7 separate regions of the Mus musculus genome follow, and all the other regions are linked to region 4. Evidence: chromatin contacts called from public Hi-C, HiChIP or PLAC-seq, Micro-C and promoter capture Hi-C data. All regions are on one chromosome and are shown on one strand. The core of a region is the stretch at or near the end of the contact, and the rest is flanking DNA. Distances in the headings are between cores, read along the strand shown.

Region 1 (2,700 bases), core at 191-2,690, 510 kb after region 4:
AAAAGGGCAATGTGGGGATAGCTGCTGTTGAACCCCCCCCCCCCCCGCGCCTCAACAGGGGTTACCACGAGGGGAGGAAAGAGAGCCTAGGAGCAAAAGGTCATTGAGTGTACTCAGGTGTGTAAAAGGGACTGAGGCATCTCTGCGCGACCCTCGTCCCCTACCTGGGACTTGCCATCTTCGCGTCGGGGGTGGGGGTGGGGGTGTCTCTTCCAGGCCGCACTAGATACCGCCACACCCCTCAAAGTCCATACTGATGTTTGTCGGGAATCCCCCGCTTACGCTTACGTCGTCTAGAAGAGCCCGAGACAGAAAGTGCACTAGCTCTGCACCCAGGTCTGGAGCAGAGCCGCGGCGCCTCCAGAGCTAGCCAGGCTCTAGGCTCTGCCTCGATGGTCATAGGCTCCTTAAACCCACCCAGGCCGGGACAGATGTGGTCAGGGTTGACTTCTCTCAGGACTGAGGAGTGGATTGGACGGAAACTGCAGGCTGGGTCAGGAATAGAGGCTGGGGCAGGGCAGCTGAGACTTGGGGACAATGAGGGTGGGAAGAGGAGGCTCGCGACCCCTCCTGCAGGGTCTCGCTTCAGGATGGATTCAGGCGGTAAACACTGGCTTGTGCCAGTCTGCTTTGGGCTTCTGAGCCCGGAGAAGCGCCCACGCCAGCTCGCAGGACCCGGAGGGTGGACGCGGGCAGCGCTATGCGACTGGAGACCAAGAGCAGGCTCATTGATTTGTTAGCTGGATGGGACTGGTGAAGAAGGGAGGAGGGGGCGTTGCCATGGAGACCCAGGGTGCGCGGCCGCAAGGGAGGGGTCAGGGAATTAGTAGGTTCGGCGCAAGCGACGTAGGTCCGGGGGTTCGGGCGCGGCTCGATGCGCCCCAGCACCTGTGCATTGTGCATCAACGGCGGCTGGCGACCAGGATGGCGCCAGCTAGGGCATGGGCAGGTGGGGAGGGCCTGGGTCTGCAGAGGGGCAGCGCCTGGCTGGCACCTACGCAGGGAGCCCTAATAGCTCGGCGGGGCAAGCCACGCACCCGGGGAAACGCTGGGCAATCAGGCAGGGGGGCCAGGGGCGGGAGCCTAGGGCAGCGGCCCCCCTGTCCAGCCGTGCAGACTGACAGCAGCCGGGCCCGCCCCGCTTGGCGTCACTTCCGCTGACGGCTCGCTCCCCCTCCCTCTGGGTCTCTGGAGTGGACAGAGACCCCGCCTCCTGGCTATTGGAACGCGGGTCACGTAGCAACGCAGGGGAGACGGGGAGAGGGGCGTGGCCGGGCGCTAGTCCAATCAGCGCCCGCAGAACGGGCCCAGGACGCTTGGCTTTAGCAACGTCGTTAGCAACACGTGGGGCGGGAGGAAGCGCTGGGAGGGGGTGGAGGGAGGGAGAGTGCGCGGGGGAGGGAGGAGAACTGACGTCAGCGGGAGAGTATTATGGGCTGTCGAGGGCTGGCTGCTGCTTTTCTGCTCCTGGAAGCGGCTGAGGGGGGAAGCGGCGAGTCAACATGGAGCTCTCGGCGGTGGGGGAGCGGGTGTTCGCGGCCGAAGCCCTCCTGAAGCGGCGCATTCGCAAAGTAGGTGAAGGGGAAGGCGGGCGGCGACGCGAACTCTCCCTCACCAGGGCCCAGGCTCCCTCCCCTTGCTGCAGCCCAGCCTCCCTTCCCCCAGGTCCCAGCAGCGGCCGCGGCCGTGGCGGCGGCGGCGGCGGCTCAGCCCCAGCGCTCTCCTTAGACTTGCAGCCCTGCACAGATTGCATGGATGGGGGGTGGGGTGGGGGATGAATGCCGGTGCATGCACTTTGTGCAGCGTTTCTGCAGGGGTGCTGCAGTGGACTGGTTCCTTTGGCGGTAGTGTTTGGAGCATTCATTTGGTGCATGCATTTTCGTGTGTATTTCTTGTGTCCTCGTCATGCATTTCTCCCCACGCACACACATACACAAGCATTTTCCCTTTTGCATCTGCAGGGACGCATGGAATATCTCGTGAAATGGAAGGGCTGGTCGCAGAAGTAAGTAGGTTATATGCAATCGCTACCCCACACTGATATCGAGGAGGGTTCTTTCTTCCTCTTTTCCCCTTCACATTGAAATACAACACAAGGCAGCCGGAAAAGTTGCACACACATACACGCCCTCCACTCTGTCCTCTCTCTCCTGCTCCAGGGACTGATGCTCCATTCTTCCTGGTTTCCTTTAGGTACAGCACGTGGGAGCCCGAAGAAAATATTCTGGATGCTCGCCTCCTTGCAGCCTTTGAGGAAAGGTACAGACCCTTAGCCTAGCCACTCACTAGAACCCATACACGCTGACTTCGGTGCAGCCAGGACACACCCCCTTCTCTCTCTTTTCTTTCTTTAGGGAACGGGAGATGGAGCTCTATGGCCCCAAAAAGCGAGGACCCAAGCCTAAAACCTTCCTTCTCAAGGTATGTTGCGATCTCCAGAGGTGGAGTGTGCCGTTCAGGGAGGATCTGCAGGGCTTGTAAATCAATGGGTGCCCTTGCCTTGTGTGTATTTGTAATCTGGACTTCTGTCAGAGGCCCCATCACGGAGTTCTAGAGGCAGGACTTAGCTGCACCAGAAGGCCTTCATTCCCACCCCCCCTCCAGCCATCCCAAGTAGACCTCTGTTACACAAGGAGTCTGTTGGTTGCAAATGGCTTCTTCCAGACAAACCCTCATTCCCCTCCCCCAGACTATTACTAA
Region 2 (2,700 bases), core at 49-2,548, 320 kb before region 4:
CCTAGATGACAGCATGGCCAGATGTACAGTTTATGTGGGATGCACAGCTGTGGCCACTGCCCTCTCTACATGTACTTTGTTACTTGTTGAGCTCTGCTTGTCCACTCTCTAATGACTGCTGACTTGCGTGCTCATCTATAGATGGGAAGTGAATCCAACTTCCCTTCCATTAATCCTGGGCTGTGTAGGGCAAAGCCTGAGCCATGGCAGCTATGTATACCCACTCACTAAGAGGGTGCCGAGGTCAAGTGGGCTGCACCTCAGCTCCTGAATACAGAGCTTCTCTTTTGAGCTGAGTAAGGCATTTCTGCCTGTCACTGAGGGGCTAAGTCTTAAGACAGGAATTTAAAAAATAATTATTTAATTTAAAAAAATGGTGTGTGTGTATGTGGTGTGTGTGTGTGGTATGTATGGTGTGTGTGTGGTATGTGTGGTGTGTGTGTGTGAAGGTCTGTATGAGCACCATGTGCATGTAAGAACCGAGTGAAGTCAAAGGAGGATCCCTGGACCTGGAGTTATGCATCAGAGGTGCTGAGAACGGAACCCACATCTCCCGCAAGAGCACTGAGAGCTCCTAACCATTACGCCATGTGTCCAGCTGAGACAGGCATCTCTATAAGGCGACAACACAGGACTGCAAAGACTCGATGTCAGTAGTTCTAAGCCTCCAGTGAGCCCAGGAAGCAGTAAGTAGGAAGGCACATGTGCCAGGAGACCTAGGCCTGTGATAAGCCTGGATGTGGTGGAGGAATGTAGCTTGGGTTGCACAGTGGCAGGAAAATCCAAAGAAAGCAGCCTTCTCACTCCGTGCTCTCTCATGTGGCTACAACTCAGAAGTAGAGGACTGACATTTCAACTTAAAACTCTACAGTTCCAAACACTGGGCTAGATTTACAAGTAAAGTCTAAGAAAACTAGTACAATCAGCTTAGAATCTCTCTGGGTGAAATGTCCTCAGATCCGATTTCCAGCTCTGAGGTATGGAGTTGCTAAGCAGCAGCTGAGGAGAGGAGAAGGAGGTGGCTTCCAGTGTACTCTAGAGACAGGGCCACATGTTCTGCTTTCAGTTTCCCCTGAGAGACAGGGAACTGGCCACTCAGATGGAGTTGGCAGCGCCTCTCTAAGCGACAGCAAGTGCTCACACAGCTACCTCTGGTACTCTCAGGCATCCTCCTGGGGAGTGACACGCTGCTTCCTGCAAAGCTCAGTTGCCACGTGGCACCAAGCTGTAAGGGATCTATCTCGAAGCTTCTGGTGAACCGTGTTACTCAGATGTCGGACGGACTGACGTCACAGACTGGGGAGGGGCTGGTGCGTGACTAATGAGGGCTCAGGCCCTCCCTCCCTCCCTCAGCTTACTGACCAAACTCAGCAGACACTGAACAGAGTAGGTAGTCACAGGTGGAGTCCTAAAGCCCCTGTGGCCTCATGGGCTGGGGTGGCAGATACAGAATAAAGAACTCTGGGGAGTCCTTTAGAATCAGGAACCCCACAGAACACTGCCAGAAAAGTCTAACAATGTGCAGGACATGGAGAAAGGGAGACACTTGTAAATATTACTGTGTAGTTTAAAGCCTATTTCAATGACTGGGCTGACTGTGGATGTTGAGCTCTGTGTGACACCGTAGCAGAGAACACAACTCTAAGCTTTACCACCCTCTGACTGGGATGGGAGGCACAGTTGTTTTAGTGGAAAGGGAAGCTGTGGTTACAAATTACCTCTTGATTTCACATCAGCCCTGATTTGCCAGGAGTGATTCTCCCTGGCTCCTTGCCAAATCAACTGCCCTGTCTTAACATCTCCAAAATACAACCTGCCACCCTCACACACGGATCAGGGCCCATGGGACTGAGGTAAGGACACTGGGTTCTGCCTCAAAGCAGAGGCAGGAACTGGGCCTGGCCGGCAACTTGCTACTTGCTAAGCTCTAGAAGGGCTAAGGATCTATTTTCATGTCTAGACTAGAAGTAATAAAAGACCGTGATGTTCTAGGATTGATTTTCAGAGCAGTGGCCACAGCTTTCTGAATAGCATGTGGTGAAGTGCAGTCTCTCAGAGCTCTGCAGCTGTTTCTGAACCTCAGAGCCTTATTGGGAAAGGACTGTATAGACACGAGGCTGCGAGTCCTCATCTAGGGCTTGAAGAGCTGGCAGAGTGAGGTCAGGTCCTCTGATGATCTGGAAATGGCCAAGACTTCTGCCAGTCTTTAGAAACACAGGTCCCAGGGCTGGGGGAGTGGTGGCAGTGGCTGGCGGTGGTGGGTGGTGGTGGCTGCGTGTGTATGTGGCCATTGTATTTGTTCTTCCTTGTGCGCCTGTCATGGTGCTTCAGAGTAAATCTAGTTATACCTTCCCTTCTGAGTCTAAGCTGTCGGCCTAATGTATAGAACCTTTGGGGGGTGTTATACTGACCCACTGCTCTGGCCTCCTATCTCCAGTGACCCTGGAACATCTGCATGGTCTTTGTAGTTGACCCTCAGCATCCTCGTATGACCCACTAAGCTTTGGTCACCACAGCAGGGACTGTGTGTGATAGGTGAGCACTCCCCCACTGAGCTACATTCCTAGCATTAACTCTCTCCAGCAAGTCCCTGCTGGATTTCTCTCAGTTAGGGCAGACACATGTGTAGCCTCTGCCCCTTGGTGCACACTCAGGGCCTCACCAGGTCACTACTATGCCGGGATGAAAAGGCTCGCCGTG
Region 3 (2,700 bases), core at 183-2,682, 500 kb before region 4:
TTATCATGTCAGATGGCTAAAGACATTCCAGAAGTTTCCCTGACCATCCACCTCTACTGTGTCACCTTGTGCATGGACGTAACTCTTCCTTCTGTCTCAGAAGCACCTGAATTGCCTCGGTCATATTCACAGGGTTTTATTCCAACCCCAGGCACCAGCAGCTCACACACACACACATGTGCACACACACACACTTTCGTGCACACTTTCATGCACATACACATGCACACACATGCACGCACACACACACATACACACACACACACATATGTATGAGCATGCATATCCAAGTGCACACACACTCAAAAACACACACATGTGCACACAGACATATGCTTTCATGCATACTTTCATGAACAGACACATGCACACACATGAGCACGCACACCACGTACACACACACACACACACACACACACACACACACACACCAATACAGCCCCGCCCAACTGTGGAATTTCTTTTGCAGTTGGAAGGAGTCAGTCTGCAACATGCTGCCATGTGAAAGAGCCTTGGGAATTCCACACTGAGCAACAGGAAACACGACACACGACACGCTATAGGACTCTATTTTTAAATAATGTCCAGAATAGGCAATCCCACAGGGACTGAGCAGGGATCACAGCTGCTTGGGGCTCAGCGAGGGGGATGGGCCATGGGTGTTTCCTGGGGACAGTTTCCTTCTGGAACGAGAGGACTGCTCTGCAGTGGGCAGTGGTGATGGTCACACAGTGGCCTGGATGTGTCAATACTACTGGTTCCTCCGCCTCAGGTTGGTTTATATTATGTTCTGTGGATTTCACCACATGGTATGCACAGTAGGGAGGGATGATTTTATTTCCCTTATATTAGTTTAGTTTAGGCTGGCCTGTACGCACACCATGCCTGATTTACAAGGTCCTCATGCGTGTGAGGCAAGCACTCTACCAACTAAATACACCCCGTATTTTATTAATTTATTCTTGACTACTTGAGATGGGATCCTACTGTGTAGCTCTGGGTAGTCTGAAACTCACTCTGTAGAACAGGCTGGCCTCGAACTGGAAGCAATCGTTCTGGCTCTGTCAACTTAGTGCTGGGATTACAGGTGTCCAACAACACACCAGACAGATGTTTTCAGTAACATAAAAGCCAAAGAAATAAGTATCTCCAAGAGATGCTGTAGGGTAGTACCTGGCCTGGCCAAGGAAGCCAGGGAGGGGATAGTCTCAGGGAGGGGAGGCAAGAGCCAGAAGCCAGGCCATGCTTCAAGGATTCTAGACCTGGCACAACCCTCGTGGACACTCCCTCATGGGCCCTCTGCTTCTGTTGGTGCTGCTGCTTCTCTGCCAGCCCTGGCCTTGGCTTACGAGAGCCAGAGGACCCGTAGCTGTGGCAACACCGCACTATTATTTCCCTGTCCCCTTGGAGAGACTGTGAGGAAGCTCATACTGCCCACTCTCTTGCCTGGAGCAGCAGCAGGTGCAGCCTGCCTGCCCAACCCCGGTGTCCCCAGCAGCCTGCCCTGCACGGATTGGAGCCTGAAGGAGAACAAGCTCTTTCCTAGGGAGCCATTTTTATGAAAAGACGGCCCTCAAGCCCCAGCCTCAGCCCGTGGTTTGCCCTTTGCGGAGAAAGTGGGCTGGTTCCTGATGAGCTCTGAGCTCTGGGCTCTGCTTTACCTTCCTGGGGAGGCCAGGCAACGTTAGCAAGCTGTCACTGCCGTCTGGTGTCTCTGGCCAATGTCAGCGCTTGGCCAAACCACCAGCTTGTTGAGCACAGCTGTGGTAGGTGGGGCTCTTTTTCAGGGTGAAAGGCTGTCTCTGAGTGTGACAGGCCCCTCCCCTAAGACAGGGACAGTGCGAGCACAATGCTCACCCTAGCCTTCCACTCATCCTTGCCCACAGATCCCAGGCCTGGCTGCATCTCGCTATAAACATGTTGCAGTGCCTCAGTTTCTCTCTGTGTTCCCAGGAGGTTGAGGTTGGGATGTATCTGGAGGTGCTGCACCCTTGGCAGGGTGTGGGCCTTCCAGGTAGGGGTATCCCTGGGGTGTCCATTGTGGTATCCACCATACAGGTTTGTCTGCTGACTCTGGGGAGGCTCGATACCTTGCAGAAATGCTTATGTGTTGCAGTTTAAATGTTTACAGAATGCCTAGGCGGGGGTGGCAGGCAGCTCAGTGTCCAAGCACTCTCAGCATCTTAGTACTACACACACATACACACACACACACACACACACACACACACACACACACACAGAAAGGGGAGAGGGAGAGATCAGCCTAAGGCAGTCTCTAGATCCAGTGACCACTGGCTTTGGAAGAGGGTGCACACAGAGCACCAGGTAACCACCAAGGCAGAGCTGGGGTCACGCTGGGACCTTCAGCCAAGGAAGGAACACCGGAGTCTCAGGAGACCAAGCAAGGACCCTGGTCAGAAGCTCTTGGGAAGTGTGGCCGTCTGATATCTCAATGTCACACTTGGGAAAGTGAGTCCCAGGACTCTTCCCCACGCTCTGTTTCCATGCCTTCTTTCCTCAACCATGCCTCCTCCCTGAGTGTCCGGGTGGTCTCAGTGGCCACAGGGACCCTGTTGGAGCTACTCAGGTCAGAAAGAAGGTAGGATGCAGGAAGGTTTGGAACCTATGCTAATAAAGAATGCTTTTCTTCTTCGCTGTGATGGAGCTGTAAGGCCTGGAACACCCGGAAAGGTGACC
Region 4 (2,700 bases), core at 142-2,641:
GGAGGCGTCGGAGAAGACCTGGATAGTGGCTTCCCTGCCAATCTGGCTTCTACCTTCACCACCGGTGATGCCCACCGGAGAGTGGCATCCTCTGTCCGAAGGCTGCCAGTGGGTCCCGGACTGGCGCCTCACAGTCCGGACCTAGTCTGGTCCATCGCAGACCCGTAAAAGGAGTGAGGCAACCGAATGCTTGACTGGAAGGTCTATGGGGCGAACCCAGCCAGCCTGTAGTTGGGCTTTTCCAGTCATTTAAAACCCGATGTGGGTTCTCCCCGCCTTCGTTTTCTTTTCAACATAATTGGATCTTGGGCGAGTTCCCAGGTCCGATTCTGACTCCGACGTGGGGCTGCAGCCCAGACCCTTGTCCAGAGTCCCCAGAGGCATTGAAACCTGGACTGGAATCCCAGCCGGCAGTGCTGCTATCCAGAAAAAAAGGAGGTATGGGTGTGCAGGTGGCTGGGTAAGGTGTCTGTAGGAAAAGGGTAAAGAGGTGCGAACCCCTGTAGATGCGAAGTCGCTGCCCACCTCTGAAACCCCTCCTCCAAAGTCCAGGGGCGCGAGGAATGGGCTAGACGGGGTTTCAAGTGGACCGGTAAACCCAACGCTCACATACACCTACAAAGGGACACACAGACACGCCCAGAGCGGTAAGGGAAGAAGCTCCCCCAGGGGCCCCTTTTGAGTGGCCAGCCAGCTTCTGGGGCGCCACCTGCCTGGAACTAGGCTGGCTTGGATGGCAGGAAGGGTTTGATCCACAGATCCGAGAAGGCCTTAGCCCTGACGAGTGCATAGTGCGGGCTCTCGTTTCCGGGGGCGGGGGACATTATTAGGTCTACAATCCTCAGGAGTTGGAAGAAGGGGAATACAGTAGGGCGGGGAGCCAGGGCGTGGGGGATCCCCAGACTCAGAGTGCTCCGTGGCTTTCAGCCACAAATGTCCATGAATCATTGTTCGGCCTCGCGACCCCTTTTCTGGACCTCAGCGAGCTGAACGCAGGGGACACCGACGTTGACTATTTAGGAAGAAGAGGGCTGCGAGCGCATGGAGCCCGAACCACACGGGCGCTTAGTGTGGAGCAAGCGAACCGAGCTTGTCTTGTGGCCATTCTTCTTTTCCGAGCCCCGTTGGAGATTAGGGGTATTGGGCAGGTGCCCCACCATCTAATCCAGGCCCACGGCCGATCTCCTTCTTGGCCCTGTATTCTGGTAGTCTTCGGGGAAGCGGCGCGGGCCCAGGCGGGGGCGTGCGTGCGGAGGCGGTGGGAGGGGGCGGTGGCGGATCCGGGAGGGACGAGATGGGGAGGGCCGAGGTAGCTCCAGCCGCGCTCCCGTGCGACCCCCGCGGCGCCGCGGGGCCGGTCCGCACACAATTAAAGCGGGATTCCTCCCCCGCTGACGTCGGCGGCGCCGAGGCCCCTCCCGCGGCTGCATAAAAGGCGCGGGCTCCGCAGCGCAGGCGGCAGTGGGGGCCGAGGAGCGCGGCCGAGAAGACTGTGCGGCGTAGAAGCGCGGTGCTAGAGCGCGGGCCGCCTGCGGAGCGACTGCCCCAGCCAGCCCGATCCCGGTCTCAGCCCGATCCCCACCGGAGCCGAGCGGCCCCGGTGCTCCAAGTGTCCGGAGCCATGCTGGCCGGCCGCGCCGCACGCACCTGTGCGCTGCTCGCCCTCTGCCTCCTGGGCAGTGGGGCCCAAGATTTCGGGCCGACCCGCTTCATCTGCACTTCGGTGCCGGTGGATGCAGACATGTGTGCCGCGTCCGTGGCTGCGGGCGGCGCGGAGGAGCTTCGGAGCAACGTGCTGCAGCTCCGCGAGACCGTGCTGCAGCAGAAGGAGACCATCCTCAGCCAGAAGGAGACCATCAGGGAGCTGACCACCAAGCTTGGCCGCTGCGAGAGCCAGAGCACCCTGGACTCGGGTCCCGGCGAGGCCAGGTCGGGAGGCGGCCGCAAGCAGCCTGGCTCGGGCAAGAACACGATGGGCGACCTGTCCCGGACGCCGGCCGCGGAGACGCTCAGCCAACTCGGGCAAACTTTGCAATCTCTCAAAACCCGACTGGAGAACCTCGAGGTCCGCGTGAGCTGCGGTTTCCCCTCCGTGTTATGCGCCCTTCTGCCCTCGCCCACCCCATCCCGACCCGGTCCGGCACCCCCGTCCCCCCTTCCTTGCCTCTTCGGCGCGCTGATGCCTGACCGGCGCCTCTCGAACCCTGCGGGGCACCGAGGGCTGCCACTCGCTGGAGCTTCCCTCCAGGCCACCCCCGCAATCGCCCCAGGGACCGCGTCGCGGGCCTTCGCGCACGGTCCGGGCTGCACGCCTAACGGTGTGGTTTTCCCCTGCCCTTATGCCCCCGCAGCAGTACAGCCGCCTCAATTCTTCCAGCCAAACCAACAGCCTCAAGGATCTGCTGCAGAGCAAGATCGATGACCTGGAGCGGCAGGTGCTGTCTCGGGTGAACACTCTGGAGGAGGGGAAAGGGGGCCCCAAGAACGACACAGAGGAAAGGGCCAAGATCGAGAGCGCCTTGACCTCCCTACACCAACGGATCAGCGAGCTGGAGAAAGGTAAGGGCTCAGGGGAACGTGCTGCATGCTCTCCAGAGACAGCCTGCCTGGGTCCTGCTCCCTGCCCTGGCCTCTTGTCCCGGCCCCACTCTGTAATCCCTCCCCAGTTAGGGCTTCCTGCCCAGTTCCTAGGCTGGAGAT
Region 5 (2,700 bases), core at 64-2,563, 430 kb before region 4:
CTAGAAGTCTCTCTATAGGTTGGTGCTCTCTGACCACATTCTTTAGGCCCAGAATTATAAGTCAATGTCAAGACTGAACAGAAAACATTCCCCTACCCACAAAAGCAGCACATGCCAACTCAAGAAGAGTAGAAACTGGTATAATCAGGCAGTGATGCCCAAGGGTGTACCAAGTTTCTCACAGATTTTTGTTCAGGTGATGGGTGTCAGACCCCACAGGACAACAGTTACCATTCCACATGGGCTGTGTCAACCCTCAGACACAGAGCACAGTGTGTGGCTCAACTCAGAGCCCCCGCTGCGTAGCCTGTCCCCAGACCTTATGGGTATATACGGGGAGATGGGGGGAGGGGAGCACACTGAGACAAAGGCACAGAACAGGGTGTGTATGTGTCTGTGTGTGAGTGCACGCACGTGGAGTTCTGGGCTGGCTGCAAGCTGGTGCTGCGCAGGATCAGCCCACATGATGAAGTTTTAAACTGCATTTTACAAGCAGCTGCAGGAAGACATGTGCAGCGGAGCTTGGGCGTGCACAGCCGCAAGTACTAAACCCCTGGGGGGCCATGGCCACAGCATGCAGGAGAAGACTGGTACACCTACCCACCCTGAGCACCCCCTCTGCAGATGAGGGGACCTCTGGCCAGGGGCACTGACTTGTTCACTGGCCAGCAGGTGCCGAGGAGAGGTTGGGCCCTCGTGGCGGGCTCCATGGCCTCCCACCTTCTCCTTCTCTTGGAAGATCCTCCCAGGTGTACTGTGCTGACAGAAAAGCCTTACTTCATTTTATTTAAAAAAAGATATTAATTAATTAACTTATTTATTTTTGTTTTTTTTGAGACAGTGTTTCTTTGTGTAAAAGCCCAGCCTGTCCTGGAGCTCGCTTTATAGAGGCTGGCTTCGAACTTGGAGATCCGCCTGCCTAGGCTTCCCAAGTTCAGGGATTAAAGGTGTGTGCCATCACCACCTTACGGTTTTTATTTTTATTTATGGTGTTTGTGCACATGAGTGTAGGTACTCTTGGAGGCCAGAAGAGGTCGTCAGATCCCCTTAAGGAGAGTTATAGGCAGCTGTTTGCTGCTGACATGGGTGCCACCCAACCAAACTTGGGTCTTCTGTAACAACAGCATGCACTCTTAACCACTGAGCTGTCTCTCTAGCCCCAGGAAGAGGCTTTTAACCAGCCTCTGCCAGGGCCAAATCCACCCATACCCTGGGGACCTAGAGCTCTTAGGCCACAGCCCAGGTGGACCCTAAACTTGAAAAACCGGATCAGATTGGGAAAGAAGGCCCAGTGTGCCAGAGCAAACAGTGAATGAGGGAGGGTAAATCTTTGCAGACAGCTGCCACCTGATGAGCCTCTCCAGGGAGTGGAGTATCAACAGGGGTGACTGGCAGTAGGTGGCCCATCCCAGGGAGCTGACATGAGAGATCCTGGAGGGAGGGGCAGAAGCCCTAGGCACACCAAGGCAGTGAGTCAGCCTTAGCCCATCAGAGTGAAAAAAGCCTTAACTCAGGAGGGTGAGGATGGGGCTGGGACCAGGAGAGTTCCAGGCCCCAGAATATTTGGGAACTAATAGGAAGAGACCCTCCCCCACAAAGTACACGTGGGTCCCAGAGACAATATGTGACATTTGGGACAAAAGTATAAAAACACAGAGAAACATACCAGGAGACCACGCCCTCCTCAACTTCTACCAACTTACAGTGAGTCAAGTCGCTGAAAGGTCAGCCACCAGTGAGTCACACTGCATTTCACCCTAACGTCTCAGTTTTAAAGATTTCTGGTGCTATTAGTAACTTGGCTTCACATTTGGAGGGTTAGTGTGCAATTCGGTCCACGTGGAAATGTAACCCTTCTTGGGGGGAAGCACAGGGACTGAGGTACATTTACGATGTCCATCTGTGCTGCAGCAGAGGCTAGAGCCCCCCCCCCCCTCCTTTTTGTTTTTGTTTTGTTTGTTTTTCTGAGATAGGATCTCGAGTATTTCAGGCTAGCCTAAGGGTCAAACTCATTACATAGCTTTAGAGAGCCTTGAACTCCTGAGCCTCCTGCTTCTGCCTCCTGAGTACTGGGACCACAGGTGTGCACTACCACACCCAGCAGACTCCCTTTCCACACACAATACTCCATGGGTGGAGAGACCATGTACCTAGGCTGTTTGCCTGCTTTCTCTCGATGGCAAGTCATTTCCTTCACTGACATCTTCGGTTATTCTGGTGCATACTGCAGACCATCTCTCAGATATGTATATCTGAGAGCTGATATATCCAGTATATCCAGCTTTGTAGACTGATCAACTGTTGGATTCAGGACCTCCTATATATATATACACATACATACATACACACACACACACACACACACACACACACACACACACACACACACACACGTATATATAGTTCATTCTATACTTTCTGTTACTCTAAGCCCCAACTCCTGGTACCAACTTCTGTCCTCTGTAGTGTCACTATTGCTGTGATGAGGCATCATGCCCAAATGCAGTTCTGGGTTACTCTGGCTTACACTTCTACATCATCGAAGGAAGTCTAACCCTGAGTTCATTATCAAGTCAGGACAGAAACTAAAGCAAGCAGGAACCTGGAGGCAGGACTTGATGCAGAGGCCGTGGAGGAGTGTTACTTTTTGACTTGCTCTTCATAGCTTGGCCAGTCTGATTTCTTATAGAACCTTGACCA
Region 6 (2,700 bases), core at 99-2,598, 320 kb after region 4:
TGCTTCCCAGCACCACTGGAGCAGGCATTTTGTGCACCTGCCTTTGCTCAGAATCTTTGCATTTCAAGTCTTCCCCAAGTTGGAGCTCATTCTATACCTGTGGCTTCACAGTTAGCCTTCTCGTGGGATATACTCTGGATGTGTTTCCATGGGTGTCCATAAGGACTTTAACTATATGAAACAACCCAGAAAAGTCTGAGCAAATAGAACTGTTTAAACTTGCTTTTGTTTTGCACAAAACCTAAAACAGTGCCGGCAACAGCATTTTGGGGTTCACTCAGTGATGGGGATCAGTCTATCCCTCAAGACCATGATGGGGGTGAGGGGAATCCATCTTGCAGGGGGAGGTATGGGCCTAGCCCAATCCCAACGGAGCTACTGCTCCTCCTTTCTTCCCACTCTTGTAATACTGAACGGCGTCCCATCCATCCAAGTCCTGCTTTGCAGCGGGTTTATCAAGCATGATGGTTGCCATGGTTACCGCGGGGCGTTAAAGTCTGTAGTCCAGGAGAAGCAGGGGCTAGGAGTAAGGAATGATGGGGGGTGGGGGGCGCTTGAAAAGGACAAAGAACAGAAGGTGCAAGAGATAGGGGACATGGGGGAGCGTGGGTTGGGTAGTGTAGGACAGGTCCAGAAAGTGGAGAAGAGCGGGAAGGGGCACAGAAGTGAAGGAGAAGGCGGTCCGGGTGGGGGTACCTGCGTGCAGAAATTTAGTGAAAACATCTGGTGGGTTTATTATCCCTCCTGCGGGGCTTACCCGTCAGCCTGGTCCTCCGGCTCCGCCATCTCTCGTTGCTAGGCTACGCCATCAACATCCGGCGAAGTCTGGACCGCGTGCTCCAAGACCGCAGGAGGCGGGGTCTGGCAGCGTCCATCGATTCACACAGAAACACTAAGCAAACACATTAAAGAACAAATGTGTTTTGCCTGTCCGTCGCCATGTGTCCCAGACTTTCCCGGCTGGACTTAGTTCCCGTAGAGTGACCCTGATGATGTTCAGGGACTCAAAGAAAGTGGCAGGCAGGTTGGGGATGCTGGGTCCGGGAAACGCGCCTAGCTCTGGCTCTTCCACTTCCAGCTTTGGGTTACTCAAGAACCAGTACCTTTTGGGGAGCATCATTCCTTCGTAACCCTAAGTTTGAGAAATAGAAATGCAAGGGGTGAGCGCATACATGGGTACAGGGAGGCCCTGCCTTTCGGATCGAGGGCACAGGGCTCCCATCCAGGGCAGGGTCCGGGGTACTAGGCGCGTGGCGAGATCCTGCAGAGTCAGCAGAAAGCCCCGAGCAGGGGTCGACGGATGCGCAGGACCCTGAGGTTGGAGTTAGTGCCTGGCGTTCCGGGCTGAGCGGGGCTGGGCCCCGGGGCGGAGCGAGGCGGAGCGGGGGCGGAGCGGAGGCGGAGCGGGGACGGCCTCTCCATATTCCCTCCCCGCCGCGCCTCGCTTTCGGCGGCGGTGGCAGTGGCGGCGGCGGTGGTGGCTCCTGGAGCCGGCGCGTGTCCAGCCCTCGCGGCGGGACCCGGGTGGGTATCAGGGTTCTTCTGGGATCGCGGGCCGGGGATTTTGGGGTCCACTCGGGACGACGTGGCGGTTCCTGGGTACCCTGGAATCTGCACGCACCGGACCCGGGCCTGCTGCGCGGGGGTCCGGGAGTGGCTGGGGGACCGGCTCTGGGCTCTGGGCGGGGGCGATGCGGAGGAACCCGGATCTTGCTGGGGACGCCCTGGGAACTCCACCCTCGAGTGAGACTCTCTGCTTTGGGAGTGGGCCCACTCGAGGAGACTCGGTCCTCGCCTGTCTGGAGCTGTGGGCCGGGGCACTTGCGGTCTTTGTCTTGCTGGCTGGTCTGAGCATGCGAAGAACTTATGGGGTTCCTGCACTGTCAGACAGAGCCCCCAAGGTGTGCCATGCCCTCCTGGGGCGTGTGCGGTCTTAGCGTTGGGGCACTAGGGGGAAATGGTCAGGGCTATTTAAGAGGCCCCATGTCAGGATCCTCGCTTCTTTTTTAGCCTGCGCGCCTCTCTCTCTCTCTCTCTTTCCTCAAAAGAAAGAAAGAAAAAAAGGGATAGTATAAAAAGAAAAAAGGGCAATTTAAGATTGCTAAAAATAACCCACGGAACCCTGCCAGAACGCGCGGTGAGAAAAGCCTGTTCCTCCGAAGTCGGTGTCACATGTTGGCCACAATCTAGTCCAGGTTCCGTTCAGAAATAGGGGAATAGAAAAGCGTCTCTTGACTCTGTTAAAGTTTGTTCCATGGACTCTGTCAACTTCCTTTATCAGGAAAGAGAGAGAGAGGGGAAGTGTCCTGTCACCAAGCATACTGGTCAGAACATGGGTGCAAAGAGCCGGGGACTAGGGGCTCCACTCTAAATCTTAATAACTGATCAAAGAATTTAAAAGAAACTATGTATGTAGCTCTTGGAAGAAATATTGACATTAACCTTGATAGCGAATATTGAACTTAGTGGTGCGGTGACTTTGGGCACAGGGGCCGGCTAAGATTCACCCATTGGGAATTTACCAGAGTTGGTTCTTAGCTGGTTGCTGGGGATGGATCTCTTAGCTGAGCAGTACTTATGGGTTTTTTCTCTGTTTGTTTGTTTTGTCCCCCCCCCCCCCCCATAGCTTTCTGGTGAGTGGAATGTCTTGAGTATAGCTAGGAAGTTCTTCTTGGGAACTGTTGACTCTCCTGGCAATCA
Region 7 (2,700 bases), core at 45-2,544, 460 kb after region 4:
TCAAGTCTACCCACTGCGACCCCACGGATCTCCCAGGCCCACTGTGGCGCCCTCGGAAGGCCGCGTCTGGCGCAGCAGCTCCCCCAGCCGGACGCTGGCGCTGAATACCCCTGAACGTGCGGGGCTGGCCGGCTCCGAGGTGCTAAACTTCACACTCCAGGGCTCCAAAGGCCGCGTCAGCAGGGCTTGGCTGTCAGAGACCAGAGGACGGGAATTCAGGAAGACACTGTGGCTCCTTGGCCATTTCCCCTCCCCTTCTCGCAGTCCACTCATCCACCAACCCTCCGCCTCAACATCTACTTGGTCCTCCCCACTCTTACTTTTGAGGCTCTTCCATGAAGCCCCACGAAGTCCCCTTGGACCCCCCAGACTCATTCACCCCCATATTCATTCTCTCTCTCTCTCTCTCTCTCTCTCTCTCTCTCTCTCTCTCTCTCCCCCTCTCTCTCTCTCGCTCTCTCTCTCTCTCTCTCTCTCTTCTCCCAGCATCTCAGACTAAGCAAGAGGCCTTGCTTAGAAACTGCCCCTTCCCCGCGAATGAGTGAACCAAGTGTAAATTAGAAGCCGTTCAGAATCTTGGGTGGCATCGGATTCAGAGCCCCTTTCTGCTGAGGTTCTTGAGTGCTAAATGCCCCGTGGCCAGCTGTTTCTTTGTCCCTGTCTTCGCCTCTCCGTGCTCCTCCACTTGTCCAAGTCCTCAGTCTTCTGGCTCTTTCTCTCCCCACCTCGCGGCCTAAATGCCCAGAGACTGGCGGGGCGGGGCGGTGGGCACCGAGGGTGGGGTCCTGAACTGCCCCCGCCTCCATTCCGCCCCCTGCCGGAAAGTCCCCTGTGCTTCCAGAGCTCTGCTGGACAGATGTAGTTGGGAGCAACTGTAAAGTGCAGCGGGTGCTTCCGTGGCCCCCAGCAGGGATCCCCGGGCCTTGCACAAGCAGAAACAGAGGCCGAGGGTGGGGACGGGAGAGTCCCAAGTGTCCGGCTGCGGATCAGAGTGGGCCCGGTCGAGGTGCCCACCCTGGCCGCCTAGGCAGAGACACCTCTATTCCGCGGCCCCAGCTCACTTTCCCGGCTCTCAGATCCCTCCCCTGCACCTCCCCGCGCCCTCCTCCTCCCCAGCCTCCTCCCGCGCCCTCCTCCTTCCCTGCTGCCCAGACCGGGGGCCTCGGGTAGGCCGGGCTGCGCCAATCCGAGGCGCGTCCCGCCTCCTGACGCCGAGCTGGGCCCTGCGAGGCCCCGCCCGCTGACGTCCGGGATTTGCATGAGTTCTCGTGCCGCGGCGGCCCGGGCTCAGTTGTCTGAGCGAGCGAGCGAGCGAGCGAGCGCGAGCTGAGAGCCGGCGGGTGCAGGCAGCGGCGGCGGCGGCGGCGGCCAGGCTGTTGAGGGGCGAGTGGCGGCGGCGGGGGCCGGGCGCGTGGCGAGGTCCACGCGCAGGATCGTATCGGGGCGCCGGCGGGAGCTAGCTGTGTCTGCAGCCGCGCCGGCCGCTTGCGCCCCTGAGCGCTCGGGTTCGGCCATGGAGCTGCCAGCTGTTGGCGAGCACGTCTTCGCGGTGGAGAGCATCGAAAAGAAGCGGATACGCAAGGTAGGGGTGGCGCGCGGGTGGCGGCGCCGAGGCGCGGGAGCGGCGGCGGGAGCAGCGAGCGAGAGGCGCGGAGGGGGTGGGGAGGCTGCGGGCCGGAGCCGGGGATCCCGCGGAAGCTGATGGAGTGCTGTCTCTTCCCCCCCTACAGGGCAGAGTGGAGTATCTGGTGAAATGGAGAGGCTGGTCCCCCAAGTAAGTGGCGGCGGGGGCCGGGTGCCTCGGCACCAAGCGCCCTGGCCAGCAGACCCGTGGAGCTGGTGGGGTGGTGGGGGAGCGGACGGGAGGCGGGGTGGAGGTGGGGTGGAGAGAGGAGGGGGTGGGGAAGTCGGTGGCAGGCACTGGGAAGCGGAGCAGCCGAGCCCGAGCCGGGCGCCCTGTGTTGTGCTCCGCTCTCCGGGAAATGCCATCACTAATTTATGCGCTAAAAGGAGCCGGAGGAGCTGGAGAGACGCGGGGCCGAGCCCGGGAGGCCGGCGGAGGGAGGGAGGGCGCAGGCACTGACTGATGTGCAGCAGAAAATGGCTCCTTTCCCCTTTCCCTCCACCGAACGGCTCCATATTGCAAAACCAAAAAAAAAAAAAAAAATTTTTTTTAAAAGCGACGAAAATGCAATTGTATGCGTCCTCCCTCCTGGTGGTGCAGGGTAGGGAAGAAAAAAGACAGAAAATGTTGGGAACTGTCACTGCAGCTCTTTCGATGGGGAATTTTTTTTTTAATTTGAAATGCGAAGGCACCGGATGGAGACAGGCGCAGGCACACACACACACACACACACACACACACACACACTCGGAGAGGGAGAGGGAGAGGGAAAGAGAGGCATATTTTTGTACTGCTGAGTATTTGGGGTTTGCTTGCCAGTGACAGCGGTCTCCTGGGCCTTGAGGGGGGCGCTGAGCTGTGAGTTACCGGATTAGGGGTCCAATGCAGACCAGCTGAAGCCCTACTGGAGACTTGGGCTGGGGATAGGGAGGGGGACTGCGACTTTGCTTTTGGGCTGCTTTGCACGGAGGGTTTCTGGAGAGGAAAGTGGCCTTGGAACACGTCACAGTAACATGCTTAAAATTCTTGACGACTGCAAAATAAACTGCTAGTTTCGTTTTCTTCACCCCCTCCTT

Evidence for each region. Hi-C and Micro-C count contacts between places; a contact is called where the count stands out from the background. HiChIP or PLAC-seq counts read pairs in DNA pulled down with a chosen protein or histone mark. Capture Hi-C pulls out chosen DNA fragments and counts their contacts.
Region 1: a Micro-C map of embryonic stem cells shows a contact between it and region 4, with 4 times the contacts expected there. The contact joins the promoter of Cbx8 here to the promoter of Nptx1 in region 4. A contact is called at or near these places in 5 of 39 promoter capture datasets (all in embryonic stem cells), 21 of 484 Hi-C or Micro-C datasets (differentiating embryonic stem cells, embryonic stem cells, stem cell-derived epiblast-like cells and 1 more), 7 of 115 datasets of contacts at active chromatin or transcription factors (embryonic stem cells and pancreatic cancer cells) and 1 of 9 other capture datasets (embryonic stem cells).
Region 2: a Hi-C map of bone marrow-derived macrophages shows a contact between it and region 4, with 25 read pairs. The contact joins the enhancer-like site here to the promoter of Nptx1 in region 4. A contact is called at or near these places in 13 of 39 promoter capture datasets (the 3T3-L1 cell line, the C10 cell line, the HPC-7 cell line and 6 more), 5 of 484 Hi-C or Micro-C datasets (bone marrow-derived macrophages, cerebral cortex, cortical neurons and 2 more), 15 of 115 datasets of contacts at active chromatin or transcription factors (astrocytes, bone marrow-derived macrophages, craniofacial prominence and 11 more) and 2 of 9 other capture datasets (embryonic stem cells and pancreatic islet).
Region 3: an H3K4me3 HiChIP or PLAC-seq map of stem cell-derived neural progenitor cells shows a contact between it and region 4, with 15 read pairs. The contact joins the enhancer-like site here to the promoter of Nptx1 in region 4. A contact is called at or near these places in 3 of 39 promoter capture datasets (cranial neural crest, hippocampal neurons and stem cell-derived epiblast-like cells), 2 of 115 datasets of contacts at active chromatin or transcription factors (pancreatic cancer cells and stem cell-derived neural progenitor cells) and 1 of 9 other capture datasets (macrophages).
Region 5: a contact with region 4 is called in a FOXA1 HiChIP or PLAC-seq map of pancreatic cancer cells. The contact joins the enhancer-like site here to the promoter of Nptx1 in region 4. A contact is called at or near these places in 10 of 39 promoter capture datasets (the C10 cell line, cranial neural crest, embryonic stem cells and 5 more), 2 of 115 datasets of contacts at active chromatin or transcription factors (astrocytes and pancreatic cancer cells) and 1 of 9 other capture datasets (embryonic stem cells).
Region 6: a contact with region 4 is called in a promoter capture Hi-C map of pancreatic islet. The contact joins the promoter of Ccdc40 here to the promoter of Nptx1 in region 4. A contact is called at or near these places in 1 of 115 datasets of contacts at active chromatin or transcription factors (pancreatic cancer cells) and 1 of 9 other capture datasets (pancreatic islet).
Region 7: a contact with region 4 is called in a Hi-C map of embryonic stem cells, with 9 times the contacts expected there. The contact joins the promoter of Cbx4 here to the promoter of Nptx1 in region 4. A contact is called at or near these places in 3 of 39 promoter capture datasets (all in embryonic stem cells), 1 of 15 datasets of contacts at CTCF or cohesin (stem cell-derived epiblast-like cells), 18 of 484 Hi-C or Micro-C datasets (differentiating embryonic stem cells, embryonic stem cells, stem cell-derived epiblast-like cells and 1 more), 7 of 115 datasets of contacts at active chromatin or transcription factors (embryonic stem cells and pancreatic cancer cells) and 1 of 9 other capture datasets (embryonic stem cells).

The regions. Positions count from the first base shown.
Region 1 is chr11:119,039,653-119,042,352 of GRCm38.p6, reverse strand. It overlaps Cbx8 (chromobox 8), which reads left to right and starts at 1,440. Exons shown (of 5, transcript NM_013926.1): 1 at 1,440-1,571; 2 at 1,962-2,005; 3 at 2,194-2,259; 4 at 2,355-2,421. The coding sequence starts at 1,503.
Region 2 is chr11:119,862,104-119,864,803 of GRCm38.p6, reverse strand. The region is part of intron 20 of Rptor (regulatory associated protein of MTOR, complex 1); the gene reads right to left. Among named protein-coding and RNA genes, the nearest start is that of Rptoros, 29 kb to the right of the region's middle. Within about 2 kb of position 1,298, at least 167 of the 459 cell types and tissues checked have an H3K27ac peak or open chromatin away from gene starts, as enhancers often do. A contact at or near this core is called in bone marrow-derived macrophages, cerebral cortex, cortical neurons and 3 more, where this site is marked.
Region 3 is chr11:120,050,348-120,053,047 of GRCm38.p6, reverse strand. No RefSeq gene overlaps it. Among named protein-coding and RNA genes, the nearest start is that of Aatk, 4.6 kb to the right of the region's middle. Within about 2 kb of position 1,432, at least 52 of the 459 cell types and tissues checked have an H3K27ac peak or open chromatin away from gene starts, as enhancers often do. A contact at or near this core is called in stem cell-derived neural progenitor cells, where this site is marked.
Region 4 is chr11:119,546,511-119,549,210 of GRCm38.p6, reverse strand. Nptx1 (neuronal pentraxin 1) reads left to right here and starts at 1,391. Exons shown (of 5, transcript NM_008730.2): 1 at 1,391-2,065; 2 at 2,352-2,559. The coding sequence starts at 1,622. It overlaps Gm11762 (predicted gene 11762), which reads right to left and starts at 581. Exons shown (of 4, transcript NR_045099.1): 1 at 1-581.
Region 5 is chr11:119,974,969-119,977,668 of GRCm38.p6, reverse strand. The region is part of intron 3 of Baiap2 (brain-specific angiogenesis inhibitor 1-associated protein 2); the gene reads right to left. Among named protein-coding and RNA genes, the nearest start is that of Gm11767, 33 kb to the right of the region's middle. Within about 2 kb of position 1,313, at least 111 of the 459 cell types and tissues checked have an H3K27ac peak or open chromatin away from gene starts, as enhancers often do. A contact at or near this core is called in pancreatic cancer cells, where this site is marked.
Region 6 is chr11:119,227,220-119,229,919 of GRCm38.p6, reverse strand. Ccdc40 (coiled-coil domain containing 40) reads right to left here and starts at 1,348. Exons shown (of 21, transcript NM_001364767.1): 1 at 1,173-1,348; 2 at 758-892. The coding sequence starts at 786. Tbc1d16 (TBC1 domain family, member 16) reads left to right here and starts at 1,421. Exons shown (of 12, transcript NM_172443.3): 1 at 1,421-1,524.
Region 7 is chr11:119,084,831-119,087,530 of GRCm38.p6, reverse strand. Cbx4 (chromobox 4) reads left to right here and starts at 1,294. Exons shown (of 5, transcript NM_007625.2): 1 at 1,294-1,582; 2 at 1,731-1,774. The coding sequence starts at 1,514.